Regions from separate parts of the Mus musculus genome. Here region 2 is linked to region 1. The links are chromatin contacts, called in public HiChIP or PLAC-seq maps. All regions are on one chromosome and are shown on one strand. Each heading gives the region's core, a stretch centred on a gene start, on an enhancer-like site or on the middle of the called end of the contact. The rest is flanking DNA. Distances are from core to core; before and after follow the strand shown. Region 1 has its middle 73 kb from the start of Gm36917. Region 2 has its middle 99 kb from the start of Gm29865.

What was found. HiChIP or PLAC-seq counts read pairs in DNA pulled down with a chosen protein or histone mark.
Region 2: a CTCF HiChIP or PLAC-seq map of the NIH/3T3 cell line shows a contact between it and region 1, with 9 read pairs. The contact joins two enhancer-like sites. A contact is called at or near these places in 1 of 15 datasets of contacts at CTCF or cohesin (the NIH/3T3 cell line), 1 of 484 Hi-C or Micro-C datasets (embryonic fibroblasts) and 2 of 115 datasets of contacts at active chromatin or transcription factors (bone marrow-derived dendritic cells and a colorectal cancer cell line).

What each region holds. Positions count from the first base shown.
Region 1 is chr3:131,658,553-131,662,419 of GRCm38.p6, reverse strand. No RefSeq gene overlaps it. Among named protein-coding and RNA genes, the nearest start is that of Gm36917, 73 kb to the right of the region's middle. Within about 2 kb of position 1,584, at least 12 of the 459 cell types and tissues checked have an H3K27ac peak or open chromatin away from gene starts, as enhancers often do. A contact at or near this core is called in the NIH/3T3 cell line and a colorectal cancer cell line, where this site is marked.
Region 2 is chr3:131,792,478-131,796,117 of GRCm38.p6, reverse strand. No RefSeq gene overlaps it. Among named protein-coding and RNA genes, the nearest start is that of Gm29865, 99 kb to the left of the region's middle. Within about 2 kb of position 1,872, at least 12 of the 459 cell types and tissues checked have an H3K27ac peak or open chromatin away from gene starts, as enhancers often do. A contact at or near this core is called in the NIH/3T3 cell line and a colorectal cancer cell line, where this site is marked.

The DNA.
Region 1 (3,867 bases), core at 335-2,834:
AAACCTGAGCACAGCCAATCCACGAAACCCTAAGAAAAAGCAACAAAATACTGTTCATAGCCATGAGGTTTGGAGCTATTTATTAGTAGCAGTAGACACTAAACGTCATTTTGCCAAAAAAAATCCCTGGGCAGTTTTTAAGATTTCAATTCTCTACCCTTGAGATGTAAAATAAAGTGGTCCCTGGTCATGCACCTATTTAAATCAGAATTAATTGCATTTAAATGATATTTAAAAGTCTATTTCTCAGTCACACAAAACACATTTCCCCAGCTAAGCCACAAGATGCGAGGAAGCAGGTTGCCAAATGTTCCTAATTATCCTAGAAAGTTCTACCAGAGTTCAATTGCCGACAACCCGGAGCTAAAGATGAAAGGAAACATAGACTATGTATTCTCCCTTCTCAAACCTAAACCTGATCAAATCATGGCCAACAGTGTCTAACTGAACTGAGGAAAGAAATGGTAAGTTAGGCTCCAACTAGAGAGAAAGCCAGTAAATTTCTCCAGGGAGATTGTGATTCAAATTCTTGTGAAGAAAAACTCTTGTTATTGCTGTTGTTGCTAGTTATGTTCACACACACACACACACACACACACACACACACACACACACACACACCCAAACAACAGATTCCAGTTTGTCATTGAATATTCGAGAGGGTCTAAGAGACAATGTTACCCAGATCTGAACCCTACAAGGCGGAGGCGGATGTGGTACTTGGAAGAGACATCATGCAGTGTTCACAGAGTTTTTTTGCCTGACAGAGGATGTATCGTTAGGATACATCAACTGAAAAAAAAAGGATCCGGTATCTTGGCATAAAGCCACAGAAAATGTTGTTTTTCATTACAAAATTCTCTTTCTTTCTTGAGGGAAATTGTGAACCTACACGGATATATATGTCTATGTCTACATGGGGGACCTACAGGAAGAGAACAAACAGACACAAACTCAGATAGACACATGGCTACACCTTCAGGAAGGCAGAAGTAATAAGTCGTCTTTTTAAAAGCCCCAGGGCAAGTTGATAGTTGCCTCTTTTTTTTTTTAAGTAAATACTAAGCTACATGGTTTCAAAAGTGATGAGTTTTTAATGGCATGTGGTAAAAATAAAGTTTAAAGCAAGCATGAGGTAAAGATTCATGACACAAGAAAATGTTAGATAAAGAGATGTCACTTTTCTTATGTGGGTCCAGAAGGAGACGAACCTGTGGTTTCTCTCCTCTGGTTCTTTTTGTCCTCAATAACCATCTCTCCTCATACAACAACAAGCTTCAGCAAGCAAAGCCCTTCCTGCTGCACATGTGTTTATTTTGCCTCCAGATAGGTAAGGACATAGATAGATAGATAGATCTAAGACCAAGTATAGAACTTGCAGACCAGCTTGGACATCAGGGGTGTCTTTTTTTTTTTTCAATAAAAAGCATGAAAAAGATTTTATAATTGCTCACATCTTGTGGAAGTAAAAACACTTCCAATTTTTTAAAATTATTTTATTTGCCACAGAGTAAAGGAGAGAAGAGAAGGACGTAGCAGAGGCCTGAGCTATGACACCGTGATTCATCATAATTACCAGCTGACCGGATGCACTGCAGTGTAATGGGCATCTGATCTCTAAGGATGTTTATAAGCTCTGCTTCCATGCAAAAGACCAGCTATGCAATGCTCGAGACTCCTCAGGTCTCAGGGAGCCTACTCCAGTTGCTTTAGGAAATGAGTTCAACTCATTGGCCAGAGGTGTGAGCTACATAGGTGAAGTGATGGTAGGTACAGGCTGCAAGGATGCTGCGATCATAGACATAGACTATGTGGGCTTCAGGGATCCAGTTACAGGCATAAATGTCTTCCACTATACACAAAGACTTCTCTTTGTTTCTTCTCTTGCCTTTACTAGAATTAGAAAAGGTTTCTGTGGTAGGCCCAGTAACTGCCCTGAGACTTTAAAAATTAATTTTTAAATAGCTTTAAGCTTAAATGAGGCATGGAAAATTTCAACCTAAAAAAAAAAAAATTGAATTTAGAGAAAGTTACTAGCAGATGAGGAATATACTGATAATAGAAACCACATTGCAGACACTATTATATGAGTCATTACCAAACACACTGCTTTGTATATGTGTATAGGGTGAATTTTATAGGCTGTTCCACAAATGTATTGAGATGAGATATAAGGACAATCTTGAAAGTGTCTACTTGTGTTTTCAAAGCATTTTAATCTTCATAAACATGAGATCCTATCCTTCCTCATCAAAGGCATTCACTATGAATTTGTCATATTAAACTGAGTTTGGGTTTTATTACTTCAGATTTGGGCATCGTCTTACTAGTACTCTGATTAGGGTTATCTGTTCCAAGTACAAAGGAAATCCCTGACTTCTTTAAATAGCACCAGCAAGATGTTAGATATGGAAGTCAGCACACTTATGTTGGAACAAATTCTTTTAATTTTATGTCATTTGGATATATAAATGCATGCTGCTCATAACAACTAACAATGCTGTCAAAACAGAGTAGTCACCTACATTCAGAGAACTGATTCCTGTGATTTGTACGTTTTGACGTTTAAACATCCCTCCCTCATCCTCCATAAGGAAAGACACCGAGCAGAAGCGTGAAGAAATGATAAGGACAGGCCATCAGTTGCTTCTCATCTGGCCGGACATCAACCATGCCCAATAATAAGAACTGTTGTCACCTAATACGGAGACCCTATTAACCATAATCAGAAGCATCAAAAACCTATAAAGTTTCACAGCATGAGGACAGAGAGAATGTCAGGAGTCTATTCCTTTTTTTACCATTCTCTCTCAGCCAGCATAACAGTGGAATTTTGGGGAGAATTGATCAAATTTTCCCATGAACTATTAAACAACACCCACATTGTCATACTGCAAGGGTAGGGCTAAAGAGATTATTTTAGCAGTAGCAAGGTGCTCACAGCTATGCTGTCTGGGGGTAGTGAATGATGGTAACTTTGAGGTCTGTGAGATATTTCTTGATCCTTTAGTAATGCATGAGAAAACTTAACTAATCAGAATCTACACCCAGGAAGGACCCAGTCATGGATACTAATGATTCATCCAAAGAAGCCAGAAACACACGTTATTGTGGTCATCGTGAAGACTCCGGTCTTCGTCAGGGGTTGTGGGGGAGTGGAAGGGTCAGGGTTGTAGCTCAGTAATAGGAGTACCTGCTTCACATGGAGGATCCTGAGTTCAGCATGAGTTGGGGATCAAGGAAGCCTAGGGGAAGGAGGAGGAGGAGGCAGAGGATCAAACACTGGGAGGGGCCTTCAGGATTTAGGCTTTCTAAGTGGGTTAAGTGGTTTATTGTTTTTAGTAGCAAACAAGAAACTCTCAAACATTCCATTTACAAAGACTCTAGAGCCAGATGCCTGCTAGCTCAGAGAGGCAGAGAAAGCACCCAGCTGACCTTCCTCCTCAGCTGACATCCCAAAAGGAAGATCTCTTTCTCCACACCGTCTCAAAACCCCTTCATACTCAATGTTTGGGCCCACAATGGGCTGGGCTCTCCACCATCAATAATTAATTAAGAAAACGTGTTGTGGTCATTATTATTCTGGGTTTTGCTATATCCCCTTGTTCTCTTTTATCTATCCATTAGGGGTTTCTACCCCACTTTGACCACATAATTCCCAAATAAAAGACACAACAGCCTTTAGATTTTTAATAAGCTTAAAAGCACTAGAGCTGGGCAGATGCCAACCCTCTGTGCTAATTTGTTGACTTCACTGTGCTGAACTCTGAGCTATCACTTGCCGTGATGGGATGTTCCTACACCATCAGGCCATGATGGTCCTTACTACCCCATGGCCATGTCCTTCCTTTACTTCCTCTTCTCCTG
Region 2 (3,640 bases), core at 623-3,122, 130 kb before region 1:
CAACCAAAACAATGATGCAAAGAAAAATCCATCAACAGGATCACTCCTTAGACAAACAAAAGATTATTATTTTAGGCAAAAAAAAAACTTTCAGTTTTGAATATTACTCCTAAGCCATTCTCCATTTTTCTTTAAGTAGAGCAATTTCCTTTTAAGTGGAAGTAGTTGCATCTTCACATCTATTTGAAAATGCAATTAGATAGAAACATAATACACTCCAGCTGGAAAACGAACAATCCATTTTTCCTCTTCCTAGACAAGGTCACACTGCCGCGCACACTCACGTTAAGCGTGATACAGAAGTTAAGCCATAAATCCAATGAGATGGAAGTCCCTGGCAGCCCAGACACAAGGCCCAGTGTCAAAGGTGCTCACACTCAATTATCTCTGTTTCATTTAAAAACTTTCAATCCTTATTAACAAATAGTCCCTTTCTTAGGGAAAAAAAAAAGGGCATAGTATTTTAGAGACCTGATCAACAAAAGACACTGTCATTTTTTAAAAAACCAAAACATATTTGGGGTAAAAAAATGTAAGTGAAACTAATTTGCTACATATGTTTTATACATACAGTACATAAGGGGCTTTCTCCGACGCCATATGGAACACATCTGAACTTGTAAGACAATGACCTTCATAAATCACTCTAGGCTCCAACTCCAAATTATGTCTTGTTCCCCCACTCATGGGATAGTCACTATATCTCATATAAATTCATTATGTTATATGTGCACAATAATCTATCTCTACCTTTATAAGGAATGATGTCATAACACACAGGCAAGGCTCTCCAGAAGAGAGCAAGCTCTCCCTCCAGATGTGCCAGCATACACTACAGCTTCCCCACACGAGTGTTCCACAACACAGCCCCTCCACACTGCTAGAAGAAATGGAAATTCACAGAGAAAGCAATGCACGATCTCATATCGAAATGGCTTCTCTGCATTCTTAATGTTTGTCTTCTGGGATCAAAGTATAAACTAAAAGTATCTTGCATCCTTCCTTCCTATACAGTTTCAATCATGTCTATATCGCCTTGCCGATCTTTATCTGAGCTAAATCACTAGCCAGGTTCTACCAGGATTTTCTCCTAATAGACAAATTGCTGAGATGCAAAGGTTTAAATCAAGGGAGCAGCAATGCTTGCCAACGGTGCATGGAGAAGATAAAGGAAAGACAGATATTCCACTCAGTATCTTTTTCCATGAAAAATTGCCTTTTACCACCTTCCCCCTGATGCAATCCTTCTTTCAAGTTCTATAGCTCAGCAGAGCAAGTTTGTCCTCTTGTTCACCTGGAACCACTGGAGGAAATGAGCACTGAGCTACGGTGGATCAAACTTCCTGATTCTTCTTCCTTACCCACCTGAAGCTGCTTAGATCCACAATGTGAAAGCAAAACCACTGAGAATAACTCAGGCATGACCCTGCGTAAGGACAACCTTTTAGCCCTGTGCTATCATCTCCTTTCCTCAATTCTAGTGTTTTCTTTCACTCTGGGTCAAAGATCAAGCATGCTACATCGGGTAACAGAAAGGACATGATGAACACACATTGAAAGACTTAAGTAAGCATCAGTGGCTAGAACGAGAGGTGATTACCAACCTCAACGGATTATGCCCCATCAAAAGTGGGAAGCTCTGAAAAGAAATGCTGCATTTGAACTTTTTGGTGATTGGATGGGATACCATAAGGGCACGTGCTAGCTAAAATAAAAAATGAAAAAAAAAAACTACATGTCTGAAATATAGAAGGCATGCAACTTCCACCAACCAAGAGGATAAAATTTGCTGGAATTTGACATCCAGAGCAACTCTGTTTGGTATTTAAGATGGAGAGAGTCTCAATAAAGAGTGCCAAAGCAGTGACTCATAATAACATCAAAAATGAGTAACACTCATCTTTAATGTCCAACTTGGCATCAGATTATCAAGATCTCTCAGTTTCTGTTGCTGTGATGAACACCATGTCCAAAACCAACCTTGAATAGGAAGGGTTTATTTCAATGTTACAGTTCATTATGAAGGAGAGTAAGGGCAGAAACTGGAGACAAAATATGAAGCAGAGGCCATGGAGTAATGCTGCTTACTGACTTGATCTCTATGGCTTGTTCACTTGGATTTCTGATACAACCGAGAACCAGAACTGTCCATGGGTGGCACCACTCACACTGGACTTAGACCTCCCTCATCAACCATCAGTCAAGAAAATGCCATGTGCTTATGCCTACAAATCTATCCAATGGGGGCAACTACTCATCTGAGGTTCCCTCTTCCCAGGTTACTGTTGTTCATGTTACCATGGCAAAGACTAACCAGTACACAAGGATAGAATATTCTTGATAGTATGGTTATACTTGAACAACGGTCTATCTTTTAAAAAATATATATTGTGATAAAGAGCTTAAAGCATTTAAAATGCCTAGTTTCTATAAGTAATCTGAAAAATTTATAAACTCATATGACTAAGTATAACCACATTTGCATGCATATACATATACCCTCACAGAGGATCAAGCAGAAAGCCTGAAAAACCTTTAATAATGTTGTTTTTCCCCTGAAATATCAAATTCACAAACAATAAAAATCCATAAGGCTACCATTTTCTCAACAATTCAGAAAAATCAAGTTTGTATACTGTGTTCCCCACTGGCTGTATTCCCCGAGGACCCAGGTTCAATTCTCAGCACCAGTGATGGCTCCTCACTGTTTGCAATTTCAATTCCATGGATCCAGTGCTCTCTCTGGATTCCATGACATACAGATATGACAGACATACATATGCAGACAAAATGTGCACAGACATATGTGCAGACAAAATATACATATAAAATATTTTTAATAGTCTTTAGGGGAAAAAATAGCATTGGAAGGATCACTATTACCCACAAGTACCTCAACTGAGTGTCAGAACAATGTCATTTAAAAATGTTTAGACACTGTAACAAAATCAAGCCCTCAATTAAAAAAAAAACCTCAGAAAGTGTGAAATATTTTAGATGTACAAAATATTCTAAGACTATGACTCACAACACACAGAAGAAAAAAAAAAACTCAACAGAAAAAGAAATGTCAGAATTAGGTCATTTCTTTAAAACTATTTTACAAGTGCTCAATATGTTCAAAGACCTAAAAGAAATCATAAACACAATGAGAAAAAGGATGTGACATGTAAAATCAGGGCCTCTGCTCATGTGGATAGGCACAAAACCCACTAGACAGGATTAAGAATAAATCATAGACTGCAGAAGCATAAAAGAATTTGAAAATCTGGCCTTAGAATATACGCTGGTGAAATGCAAATGGAAGACTGAAAGGAAGAATAAATAAAAATACAGTCACCTGAGGACTGTGTGAAATATTTCAACCTCTCTAATTCTGGAGGCCCAAAAGCGGGGGTGAGTGGGGACAAACAAATAGACAAAAAACAAACAATAAAACCCACTGTAAAAATAATGGCTAAAAGATTTTTGTTGTTTTTGGATTTTGTGGGGTGTTTTGTTGGTTTTTCAAATTTGATAGAAGCTGCAAATGCACTAATTCATACTCTTATAAAGGGAAAGAAGCTAACATAGTGACCCTCGTCTTGTCATAAGCTATGTACACTAAAGACCAACTGAAAGACATGGCTCAACTATTAGG